2 separate regions of the Rattus norvegicus genome follow, and region 2 is linked to region 1. A link is a contact called in public Hi-C data. All regions are on one chromosome and are shown on one strand. Each heading gives the region's core, a stretch centred on a gene start, on an enhancer-like site or on the middle of the called end of the contact. The rest is flanking DNA. Distances are from core to core; before and after follow the strand shown.

Region 1 (7,738 bases), core at 1,759-4,258:
TGAAGTCCTACTGAAACAACAAACATGGCATTTACTATTGTTTTAAGATGGCTCTACCTGTTCCAACTGCAATGTCTAATTTAATAGGCATCTGCTTTTCAAATAAAGTAAAAGTGGTTACATGATTACATTGGTGGCTATTTCCTGTTTCATTAGGAAATATAAAATACATTCAAAAAGGCCTTAATTTGGGTCAGGAGTACACATAGCAAATGAGAATCACTAGGGTAATAAATCTTTTTGGTGCAATTTTATTATTTTTCCATTTCCCAAATTTAATTTTCAAAATTGATGACTGGATCCCATTTGTTCACATAGAGATTATTAAATACTTCAGTAATGAAACTAGGTTCAAAAATTGAGGACCGAAGAAGGTAACTTTAAGTGGCAAAGTCAGAGATATGCATAAAATTCACCATTTATGAGTCTAGCTAGCTATCTCTTAAAATTTTGGGGGATCAATATTTTTTTTTTTCGGAGCTGGGGATCGAACCCAGGGCCTTGCGCTTGCTAGGCAAGCACTCTACCACTGAGCCAAATCCCCAACCCCTGGGGGACCAATATTTTAAAATAACTTATGCTTTCTAAATTAAAAGCAGGGGAGATGAATTTATACTTTGCCATTTCCACCTTACATCTGAAATTTCCAACAGGACAGGACATGAACTTTTTTCTGTATTTTAAGGTAAATGTAGCTCTTTTTTTTTTCTTTTTTCTTTTCTACAAACTACCTCCCTCTCTTCCCTCCCCCTCCCCACACCCACTTTCAGTCTATCGAAGGGAGTTAAAGGGAGTTCCTCTTTAGGAAGACAGCTAATTAATTTACAGTACTCTAAAACCAACCCTGAAAACAGATAATCTCATTCACTTACTAGAACTTCAGTGCTGTTGTTGACAGAAAAGAAAAGTTACCTTAAGGCTCAAGGGAAAGCAACGTATCAATTGTGAATGCAGCAGTGTTTACTCTCCCATCCATTGGAAACTAGCAAGTGCATTCCATTCAGGAATACAAACTCGAACATTAGCGAAGACCTCTATTCTCCTTACATAGAACAATACTCAGAAGTGGATTATCTAGGGGCCTGAGAAACCATGATCCACATCACACATTACCCATGTATTTCATGTTCAAAAAGTGCTTTATCTTTGAGAACTATGTTGGGGTTAAAATGGAAATCTACAATGCAAAGTCACTTGACACCTTTTCAAGTGAAGTGCGTACAACATGGAAAGGAGCAAACAGATGGAGGCCCTGCCCTCTGAGCAGGCCTTATTATGCACGTGACTTTTAGGGCACACTAAATCAAAATTGTCTTAAGAATTAGTAACAGTGGACTTTTATACCACTCTATTTTAAAACCTGAGATTGGACATCAAAACAGTCAACTTTGTTACTCATCAGAGCAATTCTGATACTTCCTAAAAATAGAAGAAAACTCAATTCAGGGTCAAAAACATTAACTCTCCCTAATCAAAACCATGACATTAGGGTGCTGCAGAATGACCACTCTCAGCAAACAGGTCATCTTAACACAAGCTAAGTCACTTCTTCCCCTTCTCGCTGGTCAAGGCCACACTATTTTCAAATGAATATCTACTGAGAGATCAGTTGTGCATTGGACAAAGTACCATAATTGGGTTAAAAATGAAAATAAAATTTACAGTGAATACTTATGTGCATGACTTACACACTCCAGCCTTTTCTTATTTCCATCCACCTCGAGAGCAAGATGGATGCAAATAGTCGCCCGTGTAGACTGTTCTACACCCCTGTAAAGCCAGTCAAGGTCACATTAACAACGCATCCTCGGCAACTCTAGTGCCTGAAGTGTGCAGCCATTTACAGACCACTCAATATGAGGGCATTATTATAACCAGCCTCTTTTGCCCACAACCCTGCATTTTCAGGTAAGACAGGATAATTGTTTTGTTTTGAGAAAACCGAAGCTTGAATCTTTTAAAAGACCTGCAATTTACTGCAAAGTGATCCAGAGGTAACAAAGGAAGCAGGCTAATGGCTGCCTGCACCAAAAGCCTCTCAATCATTTTGCAGTAAATAATTATGAAAAGTGACATGACAAGAAGCCATGTGTGCTCATGGCTAGTCATTTGTACCACCTACATGCCTCCAACAGATACATAGGGTGTCTGGGTTTTTGGTTTGCTTGTTTGGTTTTTGGTGCCATGCAGATTTTTGTTTTGTTTTGTGCAGCATATGCACTGAAGGACTTGCTGACAAGAACTGCCAGTAGATTTGCTGAAATGATGTATAGGGACAATAGAAACCACAAAGTAGTAGGGTCTCTGCATAGGTTTTTTTTTTCTCCTCTCTTTGATTTTCTTAAAAACATTATTTCTATATACAGTAGCCTGAGAAACATCTCAACAATAATTTGAATTGGAGTTCTAGCTCCAACTTCTCAGGAATGTGACTATTTTCATTAGCTGGGATATCTGCCAAATTTTAAAAAAAAAAAATACGACTCTGAATGGTTCATAGTAGCACTTCAAAAACAGAACAGAAAAGTTGGTTGCTCCCCATAATTTGTATAATGCCATTTTCTGACAGAAATCAACAAAGACCAACACCTTCAAAAAGCAAATATTTATGACAGACTCTCCATGTTTGCAGATTTCTATTGTCCCTAGTCCCTGGGACGAGGATCAGTGAAATGCTACAATTAATCCTCATCCTTCTGCTATCTTCCTACAGCGGGAAGAGAGGCCATGAACCATCCCCTGCAGGAGAAATAAACCTCAGAGATTGGTTAAGACGTAAAAACCCACCACTATGACATTTACCACTTAATCTTACAAAGGCAGGTCAAAATTTTAATATAAATTACTTTTGCCAACACATAGCTTATGCATTCTTTGCTCCTTTTTTTGGAGGATTCTCAAATTGAAATCTAAAGATTTACATATGATATATTACTGTTATATGGTCTAATGACTAAGAAAATTTCTCTGGTAACCAAAGCTGATGCCATATATGGTAGTGTTCTTGGCATATGCTCTATATGCCTCAGACCACTTCCACATTCTTTCTATTCAGCTAATTATAGCTTAGTAGCCACTGGTGAAGGATTGTGAAGACCCTGTCATTTCTACAGAATAGAAAGGCAAGGCTAGTTACTGCAATTCAGCCAAATAAAAAGAAAAAAGGAAAACAAAAAACAAAAACCAACCCCTTGAAAAGGAGAGGTACTGCACCTTTGCAAAATTGAGCTGGCTCACTGCAGCTGAGCAACAGAACCACCGCTGAAGCAAGAAAGCGAGTTGGTCTATACAGGAATATACAGGACTCCAAAATGAAAACGTTACAGCAGTCAACAATAGCTGCAACCTCAATTTTCATTGCTGCCTCAGAGTTTGAAACTATAAACAGTTTCTGCAAACCTAATGCCAGCTTCTCAGCTCCTTTACTAAAAGTAGGAATTTGTTCTCCGCAGCAAAGAAACAAACACTCAAAACACATAGGTAAATACAGCAGGACATTATTGAAAACAGCTGCCTTGTAGTACAAAATACAGTACAAGTATACGGATGTCATTAGAACATCAAAAAATACTATTGCTCCCATACAATTTAGGAAACATTCTTTGCAACGGAGAAAAATTTAAAAGAAAAGCTTTAAAAAAATCTGTTTAAAAATTCTACTGTGGATGATGAGAGTAGAGAAATAGTCTGTAAGGGCACCAATGTTTGTGGCTCTCCCATTTTTAAGTCTAAGATCAACAATATTCTGAATCAGTCTATTTTTTAAAAGCCTAATTTTATATACACAAATATTTCCCTCCCTCTCAGCCACAGACACAAAAATGACCTTTTTGTATATTACTTATTTCCCAATAAATACAAAAAGATTGTATAGATTGAATACCAAAATAAGATAATAAAAAGGATATGCAATAAATTAAAAAGGCAGCTCAAATAAAGGGCAGGCATGCAGTTAAAAAAAAAAATACCAAGATTGTGGAGGTGGGGTTACTTGCCTCCTGGTTCTTGAGAAGGTGTCACACAGATACCTGAAAAACTTTGGAAAGAGCATTAGCTCCCATTCAATTCAAAGTTGCCTAGGTCTATGACATCTCTAGGAATACCTTTTGATGGGGTGGGATTAACTTGATTAGAAAAATCATTTATACTGAAAATCCATTTAAAATATAGAAGAGGCGATCCTTGAAAACCCCAACTTTTATTCTTGAAAGACAGCTGGATAAACTGGCAAATGCCAGTTTGTTGAAATTTCAAGATGGTATAAAAATGCTTCCAGGATAGAGTCAGCATTCGTGTTCACTTCAGTTCCATTCACAGATGGATTCAGCTTCCACCGGGTGCAATGCTTGAATCATTCATCCACCATTTGCCAACTTTGATTGTGAGGTACTGAATATGATGGATCAAGTTCTTAAAAATTTATTTTAAAAGAATAAATGATGCTGGAATTCTGGACCTGAGGATCGATCGTCAGTATTCAGTAAATCCAGAGATGAAACTGAAGGTGAACTGAGACTTCAGTTCTGGTTATTTCCAACTTCTCTGCGAGGATGTGTATCTCATTAAAGCTCAGTTGTGGCCACAGTTCCTTTTTGCAGATAGTCAAGTTTTAAGGTTTAAAATGCAGCCAGCCAGTGGCTGTAACAGCCGAATTAGCCATAATTCACTAGCTCTTACCGTGGAGCCATTGGGATCCAGCTCTCACTCACGCTAAGCCATTTCTTGGTAATGACCTCCATACTTAAGAGATCAAGGGAAGAACTTTAGTGAGCAGCAACCAATCCACTCAAACAGTCCACCTTGTGCTTTATGCCTGACTTCTTGTGCCTACCTCAGCAATCCCCATTGTAAAAATTGCTTTTGTTTTGGAAAAAAATTTTTTTTTGCCAACTTTTAAACTATTTTAGAAATGGATTCTAGTTCAAGCTTTGATATCTGAATTCATTTGCATCCCGGAAAACAATTCTGCAAAGAAAAGACAGGGGCCTTGGTCCAGGTTCCATGCAAAACCATTTTTTAAAATGGATCCAACCTTTGAATTCTCCAATGGCTTCTTGCATTCTTCTCTTGCCCTGTCCATGATTGTGTAAAGTTGCATTCCTTTTCATAAACTTGTACCCTCAGAACCGGGTAACTGCAAAGGCCTCTTTCTTCTCAAAGATTCCATTAAGACCTAGATCCAAAATGCCGATGGAGGTGAAGGGATAGATGCTGCAGTAGTGAGGCCTGGAGGGCTCCTAAGACCAGATTACCCAGCTACAACACAAATTCAACTATCACCAATGGATGAGTCTGGGTAACCCAGATGTGGTTTTGGTCCCAGACGTTCGAAGATCTATCCCCTCCAATGTTTTCCTGATGAATTTACGAACCTCGGTTTTAAACAACAGAAGCTGAGACTCTTGCGCAGGTGAGGAGATGCTGCTGTCCTCTTTGCAGGTTGCTGGCAGTTCCTTGGAACTTAACTGCTTTTCTCTAATTGTCTGTGACTGTTTTCTTATGGTTATTTCTCTTAACTATATTATTTTATTTTTTGTTTTCTTCGTCTGCGGCCTCCCCTGATCCCTCTCCACTAGCTCACTGGGGACGAGTAGGAAAGGGAACTCTCTAGCCAAGGGGATGGTGGTGGGGTGGGGGAGGCCAGTACGGGAAGCTGCCGCTTCAATCCTCATCCACTTCCTCACCCTCGGACTCGTCGCCACCGCCGCTGCCCCCACCGCGTCGCTCGTAAAGCTTATCCCTCTGTCGCTCCTGGATTTCTTTCATTTCATCTGCATACCGACAGAAGGCGCCTCCAAACTTGCCCCAGGCCTTGAAGGGCACGGTGATGGCATTGCGGTAGGATGGCTTCACCTCGCTCACTCGCAGGAACACCCCGTACTTGTTGCAGCCGACGTCGAAGAAGAAGCGCTTGGAGTCCACCGTGATGGAGGTGCCCTCCGGGAGCTCTCCGTACAGGCCGCCCCCAGGGCCGCCGGCGCCGCCTCCCGGGCCACCGGCCAGCTCGTCATCCTCGCCCCCGTAGTCGTCGATGAGCTTGGCGAGCGCGTCGCGGAACTCGATGAGGCCCTGCGCGGGCAGCGCGATGGTCTGGCCGCTCTGCAGGCCGCCGGGCCCGGGTCCCCCGCCGAAGCCTCCACCGCCGCGGTTTACCGTCTGACGGATGCGCAGGAAGCGGCCGCGCTGGTTCTCCTTGAGGTCCAGGTAGTACTTGCGGTTCTCGCGCACCAGGAACTCGCTCTTAAGCGCGCGGCGCGGCCCGCCGCCCTCCTCGGCGCCCGCCGCCAGCTGCTCCGGGCTGCTGGGACCCAGCTGCGCGTAGTGCTCGATGAAGTCGCCCAGCGAGTCGCGGAACTCGGCGGCCACCGCCATCGAGAGCGTGAGGCGGCTCTTGGAGCCGCCCGCGCCCACCTCGGCGATCTTGAGGAAGCGGCCCTTGGCGTTCTGCTTCACGTCCAGGTAGAAGCGCTTGTTCTGGATGTCCAGCCGCTTCGAGGCCAGCTCCTGCGTCTCCTGCTCGCCGCCAGGCCCTCCGCCGCCGCGGGGCGCGGGCTGGAAGCTGCCGGGCCCGCCGCCGCCGCCACCGCGCTCGCTGCCGCTGTCGCCGTCCGCCATCTTCTCGGCCGCCGCCTCGCCGCCGCCCGCTGCGCTCGCGCCCCCGCCCTCCGCCCTGCGGCTCGCGCTCCGGGGCCCCCCAGCCTCGCCCGCCGGCTCCTCACGCGCGCCCGCCGCTCATCGCCGGCCGCCGCCGCCCCCCATCGCCTCCGCGCCCCGCCCCCGCGGCTTCCGTGCAGCACGGCCCGCTTCCGGCGCGCGGCTCTCGTGACGTCACTCCGCCCCTCCCGCCGCCGCCTCCCGACCGGAAGACCCACACACCACGCCGGCGGGACGCAGAGGTGACGTCACTGGCCGCGCCGGGAAAGCGCCTTGCGGCTCCCAGGGTGAATCTGTTTCTGTCTGTTGATTTTGGGGGCCGCTTTCTTGACGCTTTACTGACGCTCCTGGTTTCAGAGGGTTTAGTGTACGATTAGATGACTCTCTTGCTTTGGGGCTGTGGTAAGGCAGAACATTATGCTGAGACGCACATGAATTACTCAAGAGTGGAGGCGCTCACCTCATGGCGCCCGGGAAGCAGAGACAGGAAAGGACCAGGGACATGGGATCTCTCCAGATCACACCCCAGTAACCTGTTTTCTCCAATGAGCTCCTACTTCTCAGTAATGCTACTAGATTAATAATCCTCAGGGATTAATAGATTGATTAGGTCAGAGTCTTAACGATTGGATCCAATAGCCTTCAATAAATAAGCCCGTGTTTCTAAAATAAAACAAAAAACCAGAACACCATCTTACTCTATAAACTCCCTGGATGAAGGTCCCACAGATAACTTTTTGCTTATTTACAATTGGGTGTTTTAAGTGATAGGATCTCATACAGGCTTGAACATGAGTACTAGCATCGGTTTAATATTCGTTAATCAAGTTCCCCTAAAGTTTTAAATTTGTATGTGCATGTGGGTGTGCATGTACGTGTGTGTGTGGAGGTTGGGAATAGACATGAGTGTCTGTTACTCTCCACCTTATTTGGGGAGAACATGGAACTCGTGAGTTGAGCTAGACTGGCTGTCAGTGAGCCCTAGGGATCCTCTCCAGAGCTGAGATTACAGAAGCATACTGCTGCACCCTGCTTTTTTTATTCAGCTGCTAGGGATTCAAGCTGTGTCTTCATGCTTGTGTGA
Region 2 (7,738 bases), core at 1,365-3,864, 110 kb after region 1:
CAGAGTGAGTTCCAGGACAACCCTGTCTTGAATTTAAAAAAAAAAAAAATGCAGGGCTCTTCTGAAACTTTGGAAAATGGATGGGCTGCTGGCCCGGGGACAGGCGTGGGTCTGCGCTCTGTAGCGACAGTAGTCCTGACTGTTTCTCTCGGTACTCTTTCCTCCTCTCTTGCAGTATTTAGGGCAGTTAACATCCATTCCTGGCTACCTGAACCCTTCCAGTAGGACGGAAATCCTGCATTTCATAGACAAGGCAAAGGTAAGCGCCCCTCCTGCACACGCTCTGCTACAGCCTGCATCAGCCTGTGGTGCCCTCACCTTTGACCCCAGCCTTGGAGGGGCCACCTGGCTCTCTCACTCCGTGGGTGTTCTTGGCTCTACAAAGTCTTCTACAAAGGTCTCTTAGTTGGGACCTTTTCTCTAGACTTGGCTTTGGGCTGCTTCCCAAACTCAGTTCGAAGATATTTCTAGATACTGAAAATCTGGATCTAAAAGGTAGTTCCAGAAGAGTCCCCTACATGATTCAAGCATGTTCATGTACTTGGAGCAAGGACCACTATACTGAGGGGAGCAGCACTTTTTGTCACCTCTCCTTGGCTTAGAACCAGTTGTGTGGACTTTAGCCAGCACAGCGCTCCCCGAGGAGAGCTCGATACAGTGGCCCAGCGTTTCTGATGCCTGTGGTTCTTTGCAGCGGTCCCACCAACTCCCTGGGCACCTGACTCAGGAGCATGATGCTGTGCTCAGTCTGTCCGCCTACAATGTCAAGCTGGCCTGGAGGGATGGGGAGGACATTATCCTCAGGGTGCCCATCCACGACATCGCTGCTGTCTCCTATGTCCGAGATGATGCTGCACACCTGGTGGTCCTGAAGACAGGTATGGATTGCGGGGATGGCAGCCTGGAGGTCTGTGTCCCAAGGAGGATCCCTGGTTTTCCTGACGTGGTAGAGGTGGCTTCTGCAGGTCTAGGCTAGGTGCCGTCACCTATTATGTCTATAAACTAGATTTCCTGCCATGAGCTTCTGCCCCAGGGTCCCTGTCACACTCGGGGCCTTTGGAGACTTGAGGAAGACAAAATTCAGGGTCAGTGTTCTAATAAGGCTTTTCCTGGGCCAGATGTGGCCAGAGATAGGTGGATCTCTGTGAGTTCGAGGCCTGGTCTTTAGAGTGAGTTCCAGGACAGCCAGAACGACATAGTGAGACTCTGTCTCAAAAACACCTTTCTCCTGGTGACTCCTTAACCCCTGCTCCCCGTTATTGATGTTGCCTCCATTGTGTTGGTACAGTGGACCCCCAGAAAGAAAGTGGTGACTGAAAGCTGTGACAGGGACTTCTGAGCCCAATCCACATTTGTTTTGTTCTGTTTGTTGTTTTGTTTGTTTGTTTGTTTGTTTTTAATGAGACAGGGTCTCTTTATAGCACTGGCTGTCTTAGAACTCTCAGAGATCTCCCCACCTCTACCTCCTGGACACTGGAGTTAAAGGTGTGCCCCGTCATATCTGGCCTCCAGTCTACATTTTGAGCCCCAGTGTTCCCAAAGCTGAGACAGCAAAGCCAGTTCCCCTGGTCCCTGTGCTGCCCCCTTGTTCAGACAGCAGGGTGCTCCTTCCACTGGCTGTGCCCCTCCTCTGCGGCTGCTCACAAGGCCTGCCATCCTTCACACTAGTGTACAAGCTTCTACGAGCTTCTAGGTGTCCACCCCAACATTTGAGCCAGTGAGAAATGAGGGGAGAACCTGCCCTACCTGTCTTGGCACAGGCACACTGGCCTAGGCTTGCTGGGTCACTGTGAGTGGTTGGGATGATCCCAAAGCCAGCCCCGGAGGGCTGGTGACAAGGCACAAGGGTCAGATGGTCTCACCTTTTTCACGGTGTGAAAGGGTGTCTGGCTTATAATGCTGGTTGAAGTGCTATGGTCAACTCCAGCAGCTGGAGGATCGTGAAGGAGTTTTAGCTGCTCTGCCTTGTCTATGTAGAAGGAATGGCTCATCGCCTGCCTAGCACACTTAGATACTATATTTCCTCTTACACAACTCACGTGTCCCATACCACACATACCACACACACACAGTTGCATATGTCACAGAAGCCGCAGACTCGAATGCACTTGCCTGCTCAGCCCAGTCACATCCACACACATATGTAGATATATGTGGTAGATACTTGCCCTCATGCAGACACCAGTCCCGTCTGAGCAAGCTCCCCTTGAATTATTTAACTTATATGTGCCAAGGCTTGCTTTAGTTAAGCTCTCACTCTAATCTCATCTGACCTGGGATTCACTCTGAGGTCCAAGGCAGCCTCGAACTCACAGCAGTCCTGCCCCAACTTTCTCAGTAATGGGATTACACTAGTGAGCCACCTCACTCAGCCTGCCACAATGGGGAAAGGCTTGTTTGGCTCATGGCTTCTGAGGTTCCAGTCTGTGATCAAGAGACTGTTGCTTCTAGGCTTTTGGTGCAGGTAGGGATGCACAAAGCTGCCCGCCTCACAGCCAGAAAGCCAAAAAGAGGAAGAGGGTTGGGCCCATGGTCTCTTTTGATGGTGTGCTCCAGTGACCAAAGCACTTCCTGAAACTTTCTCACTTCCTGGTAGCGCCACCCTGCGGCCGCGTCTTTGCCGCGTGTTCAGCATCCGAGTCACTGTGCTTGGTTTTTCTTCTCAGAGTTGAGTGGGCCTGTCTGTTCGATGCTTGGCATTGAATTAGATTGAGCAGTATGAAATTGTCACTATTTTAACCTGTAAAAATGCCAATTTAACATGACTCAAACTAGTACAAAGTATCTGACATGAATTACCTCAGTTAGCATCTAGAATAGACCTAAGAGGAGCTCCTGAGTCTCCTCTCACTGGTGGGTGACAGTAGGTGTCCTTGAACTGGTTCCTTCTGGCTTAGACCCCAGCCACTCAGTCCAGCATCACCAAGGAGATCCTTTGGCTCTTGGCCCTCAGAGACAGAGAGGGAGGAGACTGGCTCCTGAGTGGGTTCCTGCGAGTATTTTAAGCTGGTTAGAGAAGTGGTCCCTGTATTTCTCATGCTGCAGGAATGTTTCTCTACTTAAATCATTAGAATAAATTGTTAAGGAAGAGAAAATAGAGATTTCCCTCCATATAAGGAACATTCCAAAAACATGACAAACAGTACTGAGAGTCCTCTCCTCTCACCAGCAGAGAATGCGCCCTGTGTCCCAGGGCCTGGCCTCACGCTGGCGGGAGCATATGTGCATCCCCTGATTCAGGCACATGGGCTGGTTTGGGTTTTGACGTGTAGTTTCCCCACCCAGAGCCAGGCGGATGGGTCAGTAATGTGCCCTGGGCGCCTCCTTGCATGGGGCCGGTACCTGTGCCTCCTCTGTGCAGAGGGTTGCTAGAGTTTGAGGCAGTCTAGTGTGGGGAGATCAGGGTCCATTCTCCTTGGAGAGGGGGTGAACCAGGGACCTGTGTATCTGCCTGTGTCTGCCAAAGGGTTTTGAATGATGGAGGAAAGACAGGTGGCAGTCTGAAGCTGGTGGCATGGAGCAGCCTGTGGCTGTCTCGGCCTGCTGCCCAGAGGGTAGCCGTGACAGCGTCACAGATGGCAACTGGCTGGTACCCACACCTCGCAGCTGCCCACCGAGGGCCAAGAAGCTAATTTAAAATGTTAACAAAAATAGAAAGAAGTGAAATGACTTATAGTAATACATCCATAGACTCTCTCTGTGTGTGAGGGTGGGGCATATACATATCAGCCCTATACACATACATCCCTAACCCTCTATTTTTTTTAAAAATTCATGTTCACTTAATATATTTAATTTTTTTGAGACAGTGTTAGTCTGAGGCTGGTCTGAAGCTCACCGGCTAGCCCAGGAAGGCCTTGAGCTCACGGTGATTCTTCTGCTTCTTGTCTCCCCAGTGCTGACCTTGCAGGCATGCTCCACCGTGCCTGACTTTGGCGGCATATTTAGTTTGCCCCCTGTATCTAATATGTCGCTATGGGAGCACATGAACAAGATGAAGACCACTGAGCTAGTTATTAGTTAAAAGTGATCAATGGGGGCTGGAGAGATGGCTCAGTGGTTAAGAGCACCCGACTGCTCTTCTAGAGGTGCTGAGTTCAATTCCCAGCAACCACATGGTGGCTCACAACCATCTGTAAAGAGTTCTGATGCCCTCTTCTGGTGTATCTGAAGACAGCTACAGTGTACTTATATATAATAAATAAATAAATCTTTAAAAAAAAAAAAAAAAAAAGTGATCAAGCCCTGGGTGTGATTTAGCCTGTGCTGCACAATTCAATATAGCCTCGTCATGGTTCTTACACTCAGAAGCTCTGTGGTCAGTGGCTGTTGTAAGGACACTGTTGTCGCAGGTTCTCATGGTGTTTCATGGCCATTGTCTGCACTCCCACCTCTCTCTGGCTAAGCCTGTCTCTGCCTGTGTTCCCAGGGCTGTAACGAAAGCCTCATGTTTCTCCAGTTTTGCCTTCTGCACACACCTGAGGACAGTGACAACAGGGCCACCTCTAAGCTTAACATACAGTCCCAGTGCCCTTCCAGGTGCTTAGCCCCACTCCCTGGTCAGCTGCGGAACCAAGTGCGTTTCCTGTGTATATGTTCTGTGTACAGTATGAGGATGTGGCCTTAGGCCTTGACCTTATCCACAGCTAGACCATTCACAGGCTTTAGTTTATCCATCTGGAGGAGGAGAGCGCCTTGCGCCCAAACTCCGTTGAGACAGGGACCCCTGCTGGGATTATTTGTAGTCTGAGTCCTGCGAGCCCCTCCGTTGAGACAGGGACCGCTGCTGGGATTATTTGTAGTCTGGGTCCTGCGAGCCTTTATGTAGCTCTAAGCAGTCGAGCAGCAGCCGCGTAGCGTGGCACACAGTGGGATATGAAGATGGGTGCTCAGGTGCGCTTCCCACAAGCTAGTTTTGTTTGGAAGGACTAGGGGCTGCATTTTATTTATTGATTTATTTTTTTATTTTAAACACACATGCACGCACGCACGCACGCACACACACGCTCGATGTTGTGGGTGTGTGCATATTGCTGTGGTGAACGCGTGTGCCGTGGCATGCATGTGGAGGTCAGAGGACAGCCTGGTGGAGTGGCTTCTCCTCTTCCACCATTACGTGCATTTCTGGGGATGGAGCTCAGGTTGTCAGCCTTGCACGGCAAGTGCTTTCCCACTGAGACGTCTCACGGGCCCCTGGGGAGTGAATGTTCCTGCCCTCCATGCACGCACTAACCCATGTGTTTACTTCTCAGCCCAGGACCCAGGCATCTCTCCCAGCCAAAGTCTGTGTGCGGAAGGTTCTAGAGGCCTCAGCGCAGGCTCCTTGTCAGAAAGTGCAGTGGGGCCAGTAGAGGCCTGTTGCCTGGTCATCATGGCCACAGAGAGCAAGGTGAGACCTCCGTGTTGTGGACCAGAGCGATCCACAGCCTCTGCCTATCCTTAGTCCAAGCCTTGCCCAAGACCCAGCTCCCAGCCTGGTCCTGCCTGTGATCAGAAGTTGCCTTGCCTCCAGCCCAGCCCTGCCCAAGACTGGATCCCATCCCATTCCTCACGGCCCCACTTAGACCCCTGGCCTTAGTCAGCCCTTCCGTCAGCTCTGCCTAGCACTACTTGCAGACGTTGTCCTTTCCTGTTGTTTCTCCCTGACCAAGCCCTGCCCATGTCCTAGTCAATGCCCCACCTATAACCACAGCAGCCCACATTCCCCGGCTCCTGAGCCACCTCCCATACCTAGATCTACCTCTTTCTCCTCTGCCACCCTTGCCTTTGGGCTCCCTCTTGGCCAGTGCCCCAGCACCATCCCTGAGATGGTCCGTAGAGTGTTTACCTGTCTCCTCTTCGGAATGCCTCTCTCCACCCCCACACCGACTGACAGTGATGGCTACAGCCATGGTGACCTGTATACCATACCCACCTGGTGCTTCAAACAAAGTTAGCATTTCCTCAGCACATGGACGCCACAGTGGCACAGAGGGGAGCCTTAGGAATCACTTACATCTTCCACGTGGTTTTTGCCTCTTACTTTCATTGGCTAATGGTGACTGCCCACCTAAACGTCCTCTAGCTTAGCCCACATGCTAATCAAATGATCAAATACTTCATTGTGGGCAGCTACCCGTGCACTGTAGAGTGTTGAGCAGAGTCCCCCAGATACTGTCACATCTACAGTTCTGGACAGAATTAACCCTCTAAAGAAGCCCTGTTTTAAACAGCACGCTGTTACATTTCTTTTGGAAATGTCTCTAAGGTCAAAAGTGAGACCCGTGGCAAAGCCGATGCCAACACCGTGTTGGCCTGTGAGGCTACCCTGGGCCACAGTCTCTTCTCGGGCATTGTCTCTGTCGTGTGAGAACCCTCTGGGCTGGGAGAGTCACTGGTCCTGGTCTGCTCCCCACTTGTGTTTGTGACACCTCTGAGAGATTATGTACCCTAGAGACTGGGAAAGTGCTGAGGACAGCTGCTGTTCTTCCTTCACGGTAGGTCGCCGCTGAAGAACTGTGCTCCCTGCTCAGCCAGGTCTTCCAGATCGTCTACACAGAGTCCACCATCGACTTTCTGGACCGAGCAATATTCGACGGGGCCTCCACCCCTACCCACCACCTGTCAGTGCACAGCGGTATGTGGGATGGAGGAGGGGGAGTGGTTGTCAGTGCACAGCGGTGTGGGGAGCGGTTGTCAGTGCACAGCGGCGTGGGGAGCGGTTGTCAGTGCACAGCGGCATGTTGGACGGAGGAGGGGGAGCGGTTGTCACTGCAAAGCGGTATGTGGGATGGAAGCGAGGGGGTGCTGTGAGCGTTCACAGGAGCTGTTCCCAGACAGGGCTGCAGGGGAACTGGGCAGGCGGAGCATGCTTTGAGGACCCTCCCTTTTGGTATACCTGGGCTGCTCTCAGCGTGTGGTCCCTTGCAAGACCGCAGGCAGACTGCTTGAGGTTGCTGAGGTTTTGTGGGAGGCTGAGAGACCAGGAGACTGGAGAGAGGCAGGAAGAGCCAGAGGACCCTGGAGGGCCAGCACCTCTCTCTGCACCACCATGAGAGCTGACGTAGTGCGGTGCAGACCTCCTGTCAGTCAGTAGATATTTCCTGTCTGGGTGTGGTGACATATACCTGTAATCCTGGAACCCAGGAAACAGAGGCAGGAGGATTGCTACTAGTTTGAGGCCAGCCTGGGCTACATAGCCAGACCATGTTTCAAATCAGCACACTTCTTATATGTGTTACTTTTCTCATTGCTATACCCAGTACCTGAAAGATGGCCGTGTAAGGGAGGAATGGACTATTGCCTGTCTGTCCCTCGTGGAGGGGAAGGCGTGGCCGCAGGAGTCAGAAGGCTCTGTCACGTCCGCTTGTGTCCTTAGTTGGGAGAGCAGGAGATGAGCAAGTGGGGCCAGGCTGTCACACACCAAAGCTTGTGAGCCTTCCCTCAGCAAGGCTCCACTGCGTCTCAAACAGTGCCACCAGTTAGGACAAAGTGCTCAATCCCGTGACCAGTGTTGGAACAACCTTTGGGAAATAGTTCACATTCAAACCAGTTGCCCATGGCCCCTCCCAGCATGCTCCTGGCAATCAACTGATGCAAAATCAATTCATTCTGACTTCAGAAGTCCCTGTGATCCTTGACAGTCCCAATACTGTTCAAAAGTCCAGTCTCTCCCCAGAACATATGACAGACCTTTACCGCCCCAAAACCAGTTTCCATACTTGGAAGCCATTTCCAGGGCATAGGGGCACAGGACACT

What was found. A called contact is a pair of places that touch in the nucleus more often than the background predicts.
Region 2: a Hi-C map of the A7r5 cell line shows a contact between it and region 1, with 3 times the contacts expected there. The contact joins two enhancer-like sites. A contact is called at or near these places in 7 of 12 Hi-C or Micro-C datasets (the A7r5 cell line, the Rat2 cell line, Schwann cells and 4 more).

Annotation. Positions count from the first base shown.
Region 1 is chr14:85,552,138-85,559,875 of GRCr8, forward strand. Purb (purine rich element binding protein B) reads right to left here and starts at 6,642. Exons shown (of 1, transcript NM_001017503.2): 1 at 4,159-6,642. The coding sequence starts at 6,615. The coding sequence ends at 5,662. Within about 2 kb of position 3,009, at least 6 of the 93 cell types and tissues checked have an H3K27ac peak or open chromatin away from gene starts, as enhancers often do. A contact at or near this core is called in the A7r5 cell line, where this site is marked.
Region 2 is chr14:85,664,482-85,672,219 of GRCr8, forward strand. It overlaps Ccm2 (CCM2 scaffold protein), which reads left to right. Exons shown (of 10, transcript NM_001126275.1): 3 at 176-259; 4 at 695-878; 5 at 5,253-5,389; 6 at 6,481-6,616. Among named protein-coding and RNA genes, the nearest start is that of Nacad, 19 kb to the right of the region's middle. Within about 2 kb of position 2,615, at least 20 of the 93 cell types and tissues checked have an H3K27ac peak or open chromatin away from gene starts, as enhancers often do. A contact at or near this core is called in the A7r5 cell line, where this site is marked.